Regions from separate parts of the Sus scrofa genome. Here all the other regions are linked to region 2. Evidence: chromatin contacts called from public HiChIP or PLAC-seq data. All regions are on one chromosome and are shown on one strand. The core of a region is the stretch at or near the end of the contact, and the rest is flanking DNA. Distances in the headings are between cores, read along the strand shown.

Evidence for each region. HiChIP or PLAC-seq counts read pairs in DNA pulled down with a chosen protein or histone mark.
Region 1: a contact with region 2 is called in an H3K27ac HiChIP or PLAC-seq map of alveolar macrophages. The contact joins two enhancer-like sites. A contact is called at or near these places in 2 of 47 Hi-C or Micro-C datasets (embryonic fibroblasts and epiblast stem cells) and 1 of 2 datasets of contacts at active chromatin or transcription factors (alveolar macrophages).
Region 3: a contact with region 2 is called in an H3K27ac HiChIP or PLAC-seq map of skeletal muscle, with 6 times the contacts expected there. The contact joins two enhancer-like sites. A contact is called at or near these places in 2 of 2 datasets of contacts at active chromatin or transcription factors (alveolar macrophages and skeletal muscle).

What each region holds. Positions count from the first base shown.
Region 1 is chr1:132,594,745-132,598,235 of Sscrofa11.1, forward strand. No RefSeq gene overlaps it. Among named protein-coding and RNA genes, the nearest start is that of RASGRP1, 110 kb to the right of the region's middle. Within about 2 kb of position 1,552, at least 3 of the 83 cell types and tissues checked have an H3K27ac peak or open chromatin away from gene starts, as enhancers often do. A contact at or near this core is called in alveolar macrophages, where this site is marked.
Region 2 is chr1:132,852,901-132,856,516 of Sscrofa11.1, forward strand. No RefSeq gene overlaps it. Among named protein-coding and RNA genes, the nearest start is that of FAM98B, 35 kb to the left of the region's middle. Within about 2 kb of position 1,536, at least 10 of the 83 cell types and tissues checked have an H3K27ac peak or open chromatin away from gene starts, as enhancers often do. A contact at or near this core is called in alveolar macrophages and skeletal muscle, where this site is marked.
Region 3 is chr1:133,149,292-133,152,679 of Sscrofa11.1, forward strand. No RefSeq gene overlaps it. Among named protein-coding and RNA genes, the nearest start is that of SPRED1, 130 kb to the left of the region's middle. Within about 2 kb of position 1,305, at least 37 of the 83 cell types and tissues checked have an H3K27ac peak or open chromatin away from gene starts, as enhancers often do. A contact at or near this core is called in alveolar macrophages and skeletal muscle, where this site is marked.

The DNA of each region.
Region 1 (3,491 bases), core at 302-2,801, 260 kb before region 2:
ATTAAAGTTTGTCGTAGGTATGTGAGTGTAGGAAAAAAACATAGTGTAGATAGGGTTTTGTACTATATGTGGTTTATAGCATCCTTGGGGAGTCTTGGAATGTCTCTCCATGGATTAGGCTAGACTACTGCATGCTTTTTACACTTTGCTGCATGTTAAAGACGCTGCCTGATGGACAGGCTTAGATCCCTCTCCCCTTTCAGTGACTTTCCCTAACATTGGGTTTGTGAAGCTCCAAAGTGCAAAGCATATGTCTAAACCAGACCATCAGGCCACCACATGACATTTTCTGCCCTATTTCCCTGACCCACATCCTCATGGGAATCCCACTCATGTTCTTCCCTTTGAAACCCTGTCAAAGCATGTCCTTGCTTCCCTGAAGAGTAAGCTGCTTCTAGAATAAGAACTGCTAGCATTTTCTTCAGTTGCTCTGGCAGTAGCACACACTTCCTTCTTGGGTCCCTATCACCACGTCCCCTCGCCCCAATACTTTCCCACCTCAGACTAAGACCAACACAGAATGGTTCTCCCGTGATGCATCCTGCTTTTAGAAGGTCCCAAGCTTTGAGCGAAGGTTGCTCTGGTTCTTTGCATGTACCCTGGAAGACCAGGTCGAATCCTACTGAGTACCTTTGAGGAAGAAATCAGAGTTTACCTTCTTATTTGGAGTATCATGCCCAAGGTCTGAGAATAAAATTCTTTCAGATCCCTTCTCCCTCGAGGCACCCTTGCCTGGGCTGTGACTGCAGAAAGGTGGCCAAGAGAGGGACTGGTAGAGACAGTTACCAGTAAGCCCTGGTCCAGCCTCACCTTTTCCATGGCTCCTAGAGACACAGTGTCCTCTGAGAAGGAAGACAATCCTGAATTATCCTCTCTCCAGCTCCACAGGCTGATAGCCTGATGTTCTCCACCTGGCCCCATGGCATTCTTTCTCCCAGGGTTAGTCATCCTCCCAGGGCTGCTTTTGTAGGGAAATAGTTCAAAAAAAGGGACATCAAAAGGCAGACTTGTGGAAAAGTGGTGAGTTACACAGGGGGGGCTAAGAAACCAAAAGGGTTTTGGTTGAGGTGTGCATTTTCCCCCTCAGACCTCAGCCTGTACCCTTAATCCCCTTGCACGTTTTTGAGCTGCATAGACCTCAATACAATCCCTAGTAACTCTTCTTTCTGATCAATACCTGTTACCCAGACTAACTAGAGGGCATTGAAGAAGTTCAATTGAATATAATGATACACACATTTACTTTTATTTGGTTTGCACTTTGGAAAAGGAATCTTTTCCAGAGTCTCCTATCCACAAGCAATTTCACTACAAGAGGGAAGGCTAGCACAGTCTGTCTCAGGGCACATGATATGTGATGTTTTTCATGACTTTTACAGTTGAAATCCTTCTGTCTCTCCTTCAGTCTCCCAGTCAATCCCAGGAAGTAAGCAAAGGCTGGAAGACTCAGAGCTCAAAGGCCTCTTGCTGCTATTTGTGCCTTCAATCAGCGCCAGGGTGGGTGCCCATGAATCACAAGCTGGGGGCACTGGCTGCACTTCTACAGAGGATCACTAGAGGGAGCTTTAACACATTTGTTCCCAAAGGTACCTGATTTACTAGGCCCAGCTAATCATGCATGTTCCTTGATTTTCACAGCCTCTCCTTTGGGTGCTTAACGTATTGTCTCAGGTTGTCTTCTCAACACCATAACAGGTAAGACTGTTCTCATTCTCATCTCACAGATGAGGACACAGAGTGCCAATCAGGTAAGCAACTCCCTCAAATAAATAATGTAATATGTTATGCACAGAACACCACAGGAGCATTGATGAAACAAATAAAAAATAACAGTCATAACTAGTATTTATTGAGCTCTATGTGTCCATCCCTGTGCCAGATGCTGCAAAAACTTTCCTTAACCCTCTCATCAGCTGGACTGGAAATTACATCAGAAGCAGGGGCAGGCAGAGTCCAGCGTGCAGGAGAGGGAACACATTTTTAAAAAGGCCTTATCTTTGGGCCCTCTCTTCCGTTGTCTCTTGTTCTGGCCACAGATGTTTCAAATGCATTTGAACAGACGCAGCTTTCCCACTGCCTCCTCTAATGTCCTCTCATCCTAGTCTTAAGTAAAGTCATGTCTTGGGGAGAACTGTGTTCCATCTCACTTCCTCCACTACCATCCACACCTTTGGGAATTATTATTAGTTCCAATTCGAAGATGAGGAATCAAAGCTCAGATAAGCTGAGTAACTGGGGTGAGTTCATTCAGCTCGTAAAGGAAGGACTTGGGTGTCTGTGGAGGGAGGTGTATATGGGCATCAATTAATGTCAAGCTCCAGAGCAAACAAGGTAAGTTAGGGGATCACAGGCAAAGGAAACATCTCGACAGAAGTACAAAGAAGTGTGCTTAATTAAGATCTCCAGATAGATGTAGGAGTACAGTTGGCCCTCTCTTTCCACGGGTTCTGTATTCACAGATTCAACCAACAAGGATCAAAAACACTTGGGGAAAAAAAATTCCAGAAGCTTCCAAAAAGAAAACTTGAGGACTTCTCATTGTGGCTTAGCAGGTTAGGAAGCCAACATAGTTTCTATGAGGATGTGGGTTCCTGGCCCCTCTTAGTGGGTTAAGGGTCCAGTGTTGCTGTGAGCTGCAGCTTAGGTGACAGATGCAGCTCAGATCCCAAGTTGCCGTGGCTGTGATGTAGGCTGGCAGCTGCAGCCCCGATTTGACCCTTAGCCTGGGAACTTCCATATGCTTCAGGTACAGCCCTAAAAAATTAAATAAAAAATGAAAGAAAGGAAAGAAAAAAACTTGATTTTGCACTGTACTTGCAACTATTTATGTAGTACTTATAATTATTTACATAACATTTACGTTGTGTTAGGTTTTATAAGTAATCTAGAGAGGATTTAAAGTATACATGAGGAAGTGCTTAGGTTATATGTAAATACTACACCTATATAAAATACTATTTTATATAAGGGACTTGAGCATCCACAGACTTTGGCATTCATGGGGGTCCAGGAACCAATCCCCCATGGATACCAAGGGACAGCTGAATAGGGCACTTGACAGAGACTGGAGGGACCTGACCTTGCAGCTGGGTGGTAAAGGAACTTGTCTACCATGCTAAAAGATGGCACTATCTTGTGAACCAAGATTTTTTTTTTTTAATTGAAGTGTGGATGAGAGTTCTCTGGTGGTTTAATGGTTAGGACTTGACTCTTTCAGCACTGCAGCTCGAGTTCAATCCCTGGTCTGAGAACTGAGATCCCACATCAAGCCACTGCATGCCTGGACCAAAAAATAAATAAATAATACCAAATCATGGTTACATTGTAATCATGACATTTGTGAAGAATAGTTGATTTACAATATTGGGTTAGTTTCTGGTGTACAACAGAGTGATTCGGGTTTATATGTACATACCTTTTTCAGATTCTTTTCATTATAGGTTATTATATCAAATATAGTTTCCTGTGCTATGCAGTAGGTCTTTGTCCCT
Region 2 (3,616 bases), core at 286-2,785:
ACAAAACCAGAATATTTTAAAACTTAAAGCACCACAGACTCCAACAGCAGAGTTGGCAGGGAACTTCGAGTTTATGCATTCTCTACCACTCCCCGTGTTAAACGTTTCTTTACACTATCCCTGACAGAGGCTCCCTCTGGACATCACACAGCCCCTCCTTGGACCTCACTCCCTCAGAGAGCAGCACATTTTGACGGTTAGCTCAAGCTATCAGGCTGGCAGTCTCTCAATAGTATGACAAATGGATTGACTTGATGTCCCCACATCCCTACTGATCACAGGTCTGCACTCCAGACTGAAACGAACTCTATCAGTCTAGGAGCAAGCGTGGTCTATACCTACAGATTTTCAGTTTGTCCCCCAAGAAGGGCTGAACAATAGGAATACTTTGTTATTAGACACAGTGTTTATCGTATCAGGGATGATTCTCAAGTATTCAGTAATTCTGAAGGGAGAGTGTGCAACTGAAATAATACATTTTTTTCCTGTGAAACCAGAGGTATTTATGTACACATAAGTACCTATTCATTATTTTATCGATCGACATATATTTTTCTTTTTCTGGCCACACCTTCAGCATGGGGAAGTTCCCGAGCTAGGGGTCTAATGGAGCTGCAGCTGCAGTGTACACTATAGCCACGACAACAATGGATCCTTAACAAATTGAGCCAGGCCAGAGATTAAACCCATATCCTCACAGAGACAACATCAGGTCTTTAATCCACTGAGCCACAACGGGAACTCCAGTCAACACATATTAAGCACATATAATGTGCAAGACTTCATGTTCAGAAACAAAGGAGTCCAGGACTCACAGGATAATCTACAACTCAGAAGAAATTTCTAGGGCCTCAAGACTTCTAAGATATACCCACATTGCTTCAGGAGGTTAAAAGAAATGCTTAGCTCTCTTGCAGCAAAAGGGCTTTGGAGCACAGATCGACAGGCGTGCGCTCAGAAAGAGCTGGGTTTCTCAGGAGTTGGACCATGTGCCCTGTACCCACACCTTAATGTCTCTGTCCATGTGATCTCACTTGTATTCTCCCAGGGAGAACAAGGTCAAGATTCATCTGAATAGAGCAGGCACCTAACTACCAGAGACAATGAAGAGGGTCAATTACCTACTTTTTCCCATGCCTCAGGGAACTTTTTTCATGTAAAGCCATGCAGCATGGAACAAAAAGCCAAGAATACGACTGATTTCTAAGAGATGCAGCCATTCTCTATTTCAAACAAACACACGGATACTCGGGAGCCACCAGCTGGCAGGCGGTGCAGCCCCAAGGGGACCCGGAGCCCAAATCGCCGCGGAGCCGCTAGAGGGAGCCCAGCTCCACGGAGCAGAGGGAAACTCAGCAGTCACAGATGCTGCCTCTTGTCTTAATTTTGTCCTTTAAAATTCTTGGATTTCTCTTGTGACGCACTGGACCCGGCATTGTCACTGCAGCGGCTTGGGCAGCTTTGATCCCTGACCAGGGAACTCCATGTGCTGCAGGGCGGTCAAAAAAAAGAAAGAAAACTTGATCAATGGATTTCTGCCTTTTGTCTTGTCCCTGTTAGTGAACACACACTAACAGGAAGAGAGCACCCAGCGCTGCAGTTCTACATTAGAAACAATCACTGAAAATAAAAGGATATTAGGAGTTCCGGTCACGGCTCAGCGGTTAAGGAATCCCACTAGGAACCATGAGGTTGCAGGTTCAATCCCTGGCCTTGCTCAGTGGGTTGACGATCCGGCGTTGCGGTGAGCTGTGGTGTTGGTTGCAGACGCGGCTCTGATCTGGCGTTGCTGTGGCTCTGGTATAGGCTGGTGGCTACAGCTCCGATTGGGCCCCTAGCCTGGGAATCTCCATATGCCACGGGAGCGGCCCTAGAAAAGGCAAAAAGACAAAAAAAAAAAAAAAAAAAAAAAAAAAAGGGATATTAAACGAGGCGAGCTAATTGAGGTTTACATGGAGGGGAAGGAAGTTAAGGGTCTCATCTCAATCTATCCTTTTAATTGTCATAATTTTATCATCAAAGATAAATGCGGCACAGACTGCTCTGAATGGCATGTTGTTTGGCAAAGACCCTCAAGTGGGTAATGGGGTAATGGAATAGGGATGGAGGCAGAGTCACTAACCAGCCCTGGTCCATCAAGAGCAGAGAAGCCTTAAATGCTGCAAACTGCTCAGCATGACCAAGACAGTGTTCTGGAGTTGAGAGGTGTTTCTATCAGCTGTGTCTCTATCAGTCCAAGAATGAGACCTGTCTCTCCCGTGTGAAACAAGTGCTTAACCAAGAGCATCCAATACACAATGGGCCCAACTATTTAGAAAATGCAAAATAAATATGAGCTCAGATGGGATGCATAAAACAACAAAACAAGAGACTTCCAGTCACATAACAAAAGCACTAACATTTCAAACTACCACGTTTTAAAAAGGATGCCCCATGGGATTTCATTTGAAAGAAATCTTAGTTTATTTAAAATAGGTGAAATTACAAAAATTACAAAAATTTCAGAAGTAGATCTTTTCACATACTTATGGAGTACTGAATTATACTAGCAACAGAAAAAAAAAGCATAATCTTTATTAGAAATCAGTGCACTGCCATTGATTTTTGTTCTCAGGTTAGTTTTATGTGCTTTGTAATTATCTCATAATGGTGGTATTCAAATAGGAGATGTAAGACAATGTAAATTTAAGCAGGAAAATGCCAATCAGCTGTTTAAAAAATATAACACACACTAAGGTCAAGCTTAAAAGCAAGGGGAATAAAATTTGTACTCAAATTGTTTTCTCCTTTGTTCCTAAATATTTAGCACTTCAAACTTTACCTGTGGAAATGCAAAGATTTCTATTGTACTGCTGAACTGGAAATTGCTGAGATCTTTAAAAATAGCATTCATGATGGAAAAAAAAAATTTGCAAGAACCCTACACTAATTAAAGCTATGGATATACAGTTTTCAGGGAATGTTCGAATCCCAGGTTAACAATAGACTGGGGGTAACATGGACTCTGAGAAAAGCTGAAATATGTGGCAGTTGAAAGGCCCATCAATGCCCAAATAGGATATGTCCTTCGTGTCCCCAGGCAGCCAGAGTGCTAAGCTGAGAATGCCTTTGGCAGTGAATCTATAGGGTCCAAGCTTTGAACAGGAAGGACCTGGGGCAGCGTCTTCACCCAAGCCTTTGGAAGGCTGAGCGGCCAGCAGATGGGTCTGCTGTGGGTAGGGAAGTTTAAGTTGAGCAGCTGGGCCCCAATTCTCCCGCCTCCTGTCCAACCCAATCAGCTTCATCTGTTTGTGTATTGGACTTCCGATATGATTTCATTTGAAGCAAAGTTTTTATTGCTAAAAAAAAAAAATATGGATGAGAGGACTTTTAAAGTGCTGAAAAGATGGTCTCTGGGAGGTTTTTATTTTTTTGGCTCATTGGTGATTATTTTCCTATTTTTGCTTTCTACATCTGCCAAATTTTTAACAATGAAAAACTATTACTTGTGTAATTAAAATGCACACAAATTTAAATTAAGATAAAAGAATAAGCTTTGCCTATTTCTCCCCCCCCAAAAAAAAGTGCTGAAAACAGGCTTTCCACTGGGATTGTCACATTTTGAATGTGAGTTGCA
Region 3 (3,388 bases), core at 55-2,554, 300 kb after region 2:
CTATCTTACTGCCATTATGCAATCAATCACCAAGCTGTATTGATTCTACCACCTAAATGTCTCTGTAATTTTTGCTTTCTGCACTATTTCCACCACCACTGCCTTAGTTGAAATAAGCTCATCTTTTCTTGCCTGGGCTATTTCAATAAACTCCTAATTGGTCTCCCTGCCTACAAGTTCTGCCCACTCCAATCTGTCACCAGAATTATCTTTCAAAAACAGAGATGATTATGCCACTCAGCTGAAAAACACTTGCTGGCTTCTCTACCCATCAATATAAGTTTCAAATTCTTCAACATGACATAAAGGCACTTCACAAGGCTACCCTAGGCAACCTTCCAAACTTCACCTCTGGATGCCTGTCAACTCTGACCCCTAGTCCTATACACACAGAGGAGATGCTTCAGCCACACTGAACTTGCACTCTTTCAAACCTCCATGCCTCCATCTGATTAGCTGCTTATCCTTTAAAACCAAGCTCAAGCGTACCAGCTCTGAGAAACCTTCATGGGTATGGCGGTTTTGTTTTGTGGCTCCTTGCCCTGTGATTCTAGATCTCTTTTCATTTTTGTGATACAGTTTATCGCAATGTAGCATGACTCTTGTGGAGTCAGACTTTCTTTCTCCTCAGGCACTATACTAGAAACCTTCTAGAGGGAAGGGTTTGCATTTTAATCATTTTTGAGGTAATCCTGGAGGCTCTAGTGCTAATGAGGAAGCCCCGTGCTAGAGTTGCCAAACTGGTCAACAGGATGCTCAGTTATATTTGCATATCAGAAATAATGAATGATTGTTTAGTATAAGTGTGTCTCATATATTGCATTGCATGGGACATACCTATACTAACACTAAAGAAATATGAAATTCAAATTTAATTTTTTTTGGCTGTCCTGTATTTTATTGATAAATTTTGGAATCCTAACCCCTCTGGACCTGAAATCCAGTTCCTCTACCCCATGGCACTTAAGCACTTCCACATTGCAATGTCTAGTGAAAACCAAAGCTGCAATTTCCGCCCCACCCTCACAGAGCTTCCGGCTTAGTAAAGAAGTTACAAAAACTATTTCTAGAATACATAGTTAACACCTAACAGCTGTGTGTTTTTGATAAACATTGACATGGTAAACTACATACTACATGTCTGAGGACACACCTAAAAATTCATTTCATGGGAGAAAATAAATCTTTCTCTTTGTTTTGTTTGTTTTGTTTTTTGTTTGTTTGCCTGATAAGAATATACTGAAGGGAGTCCGGAAGTGGTTGAAATGGCTTGGTTGCATTTTTAATCAAACAACCACAATATTGAAATTAGTTTAAACTTAGTCAAATTGCTTACCTCTTCTGTACTTCCTTTTAAAAAGTGTGTATGGAGAGGGAGGGGGCCAAGGAGGGTAACAAAACTCTTTTGCCTACTGAAATGACCATCGAGTTAAATGTGTAACTTCATAATAGGCATTCAGATGAGGGCAGAGGCAAAAGTCAGGTCAGGAGCATTACTAAGTTTTCAGCTCTTGTTGCAGAATGCACAAACCTGGAATTGGAGCCAGGCGATTGCAAAAATGATTCCAAATCTGCATGGTAACAATTTAGACCGACTTCCACTCCTGCCTGAAATTTAGCAGCAGAGGAAGTTCTTTTCCTGGCTGTCTGCCTTCACCAGGCCTCCCCCACCCCTCAGTACCTCAGGCTGCTCACTCCCCACATCTGTTTCCAAGCCCTAGAGTGCAGGGTCACAGCATGGCGCAATAAGCAGCATTAGCAGGCAGCATGAATCAGTGGTAAACCTTTGATTTTAATTCCTTGCCTCTCCTGGAGAGGAAGTGTGGTCTAGTGGTTAACCCACTAAAAAAGCAGCTAGGAGGCAAAATTCCTGGTCCTCTCCACCCTCCCGTTCTATTCTTGTTGGAACACCCTGCCCGTCAAACAGACATTTTTTTTTCTTTCAACTTTTGCTCTACCATGTTTTTTCCTGAACTGACTTGATCATAAGATTCACTTGGGAAACTTGTTAAATGATTCCTGAGACCCATCCCAGAACCTCCCAATGAAAGTCTTAGGAATCTCTACTTTTAACAGGTACTACAGATATGTCTTCATAATCAGATTCAGCTCAACTGTATGCTGGTTACACATTATTCAAATGACAAGAGAACATTAGAGAAAACCACAGCAAGAGAACTGGGGTGAAAGCATATCTACCATCAGGTTTGCTGTTACAAGCCCACGAGAAAAAGGGCAAAGACAGAATAAAAAGATGCAGATTCCAGATCTAGTTCCAGGTATCTAGAGCTATGTGAGCTTGGGCAGGTCAGATAGACTCTCCCGACTGCATTTTCATCATTTTAAAAATGAAAGTGATTAGATCATCTCTTTCAGTTCTGTGATTCAATGAATTATTTCTGTGATTTCACAGAAATGCCAAGATGGACTCGGAACATCTCTTTTCCTGAAAATGACAGTGGGTGCACTCACCGGGGTGTGGGCTGGCTTGTTTGGGGTTGTGGGCAGACAATGGAAACAAGTGGCAGCCGGGAGGTTTGGGGCCACAGCCGCAAGGAGGTTTCTCCCCCAACTCCCCCCTTGAGGCTCTGCAGCTGGCCTACTTATGCAAAGGCTTTGGCTCTTCTTTCCTTTTTAAAAGCATTTCTGACTCGTACATTCCCCTGAGGAGAAGAGATTCATCGTTTTGCGGAGAACTTGCACATGCTTTCCTGAAAGGAAGAAAGGAGGGAGGAATGGGAGGGCTTGGCTGGATTACTGAGCAGGTTAGGGCTGCCAAAAAATGAGTCTCCCCATGTATGATTAACATATACCCAGCACATCATTAGCTCTGAATATGCCCAGCAAAATCCTTTGTCCCACTTCCACAATGCCTAGAAGGGCATTCTTGTTAGTGGACTGCACAACCACCTACTTGGCCTTCTCTGGATGGGGGCTTGGAGGCAGGTTCCACTCCAAAACAAGGCGGGCAGGGGAGGGGGTGAGTATGGAGGAGGAGAAGGGAGCCTTGGAAGTCACAGTGAGTCATGATTGTAGGAAAAGGATGTCTTACAAAGCCAACGCAGAACTAGCTTCCTAGAAACATCATGACAGGTCCCACGAAGCCCACATTTGGTTCTAATTATAACATTGCCCACATTTGAACATTTCAGTTTTCCCATGGTAACAAGAGGGTTTTTGAGGAAGAGGACTTTGACTCAAATGTCCTCTATACTTCTAATAGTGGGAGCTGGTTGGACTTCAAAAAAGCAGTTATTTTTGCTGTTTTACAAAGGAGATATCACTGGCCTGCCTATTCCTATTTATACACCTTTACATTGGAGTTAAGCACATTGTACTGTGTAATAAGGCCAAAATGAGCTACATATCAAAAAATGTTTTAATAAGG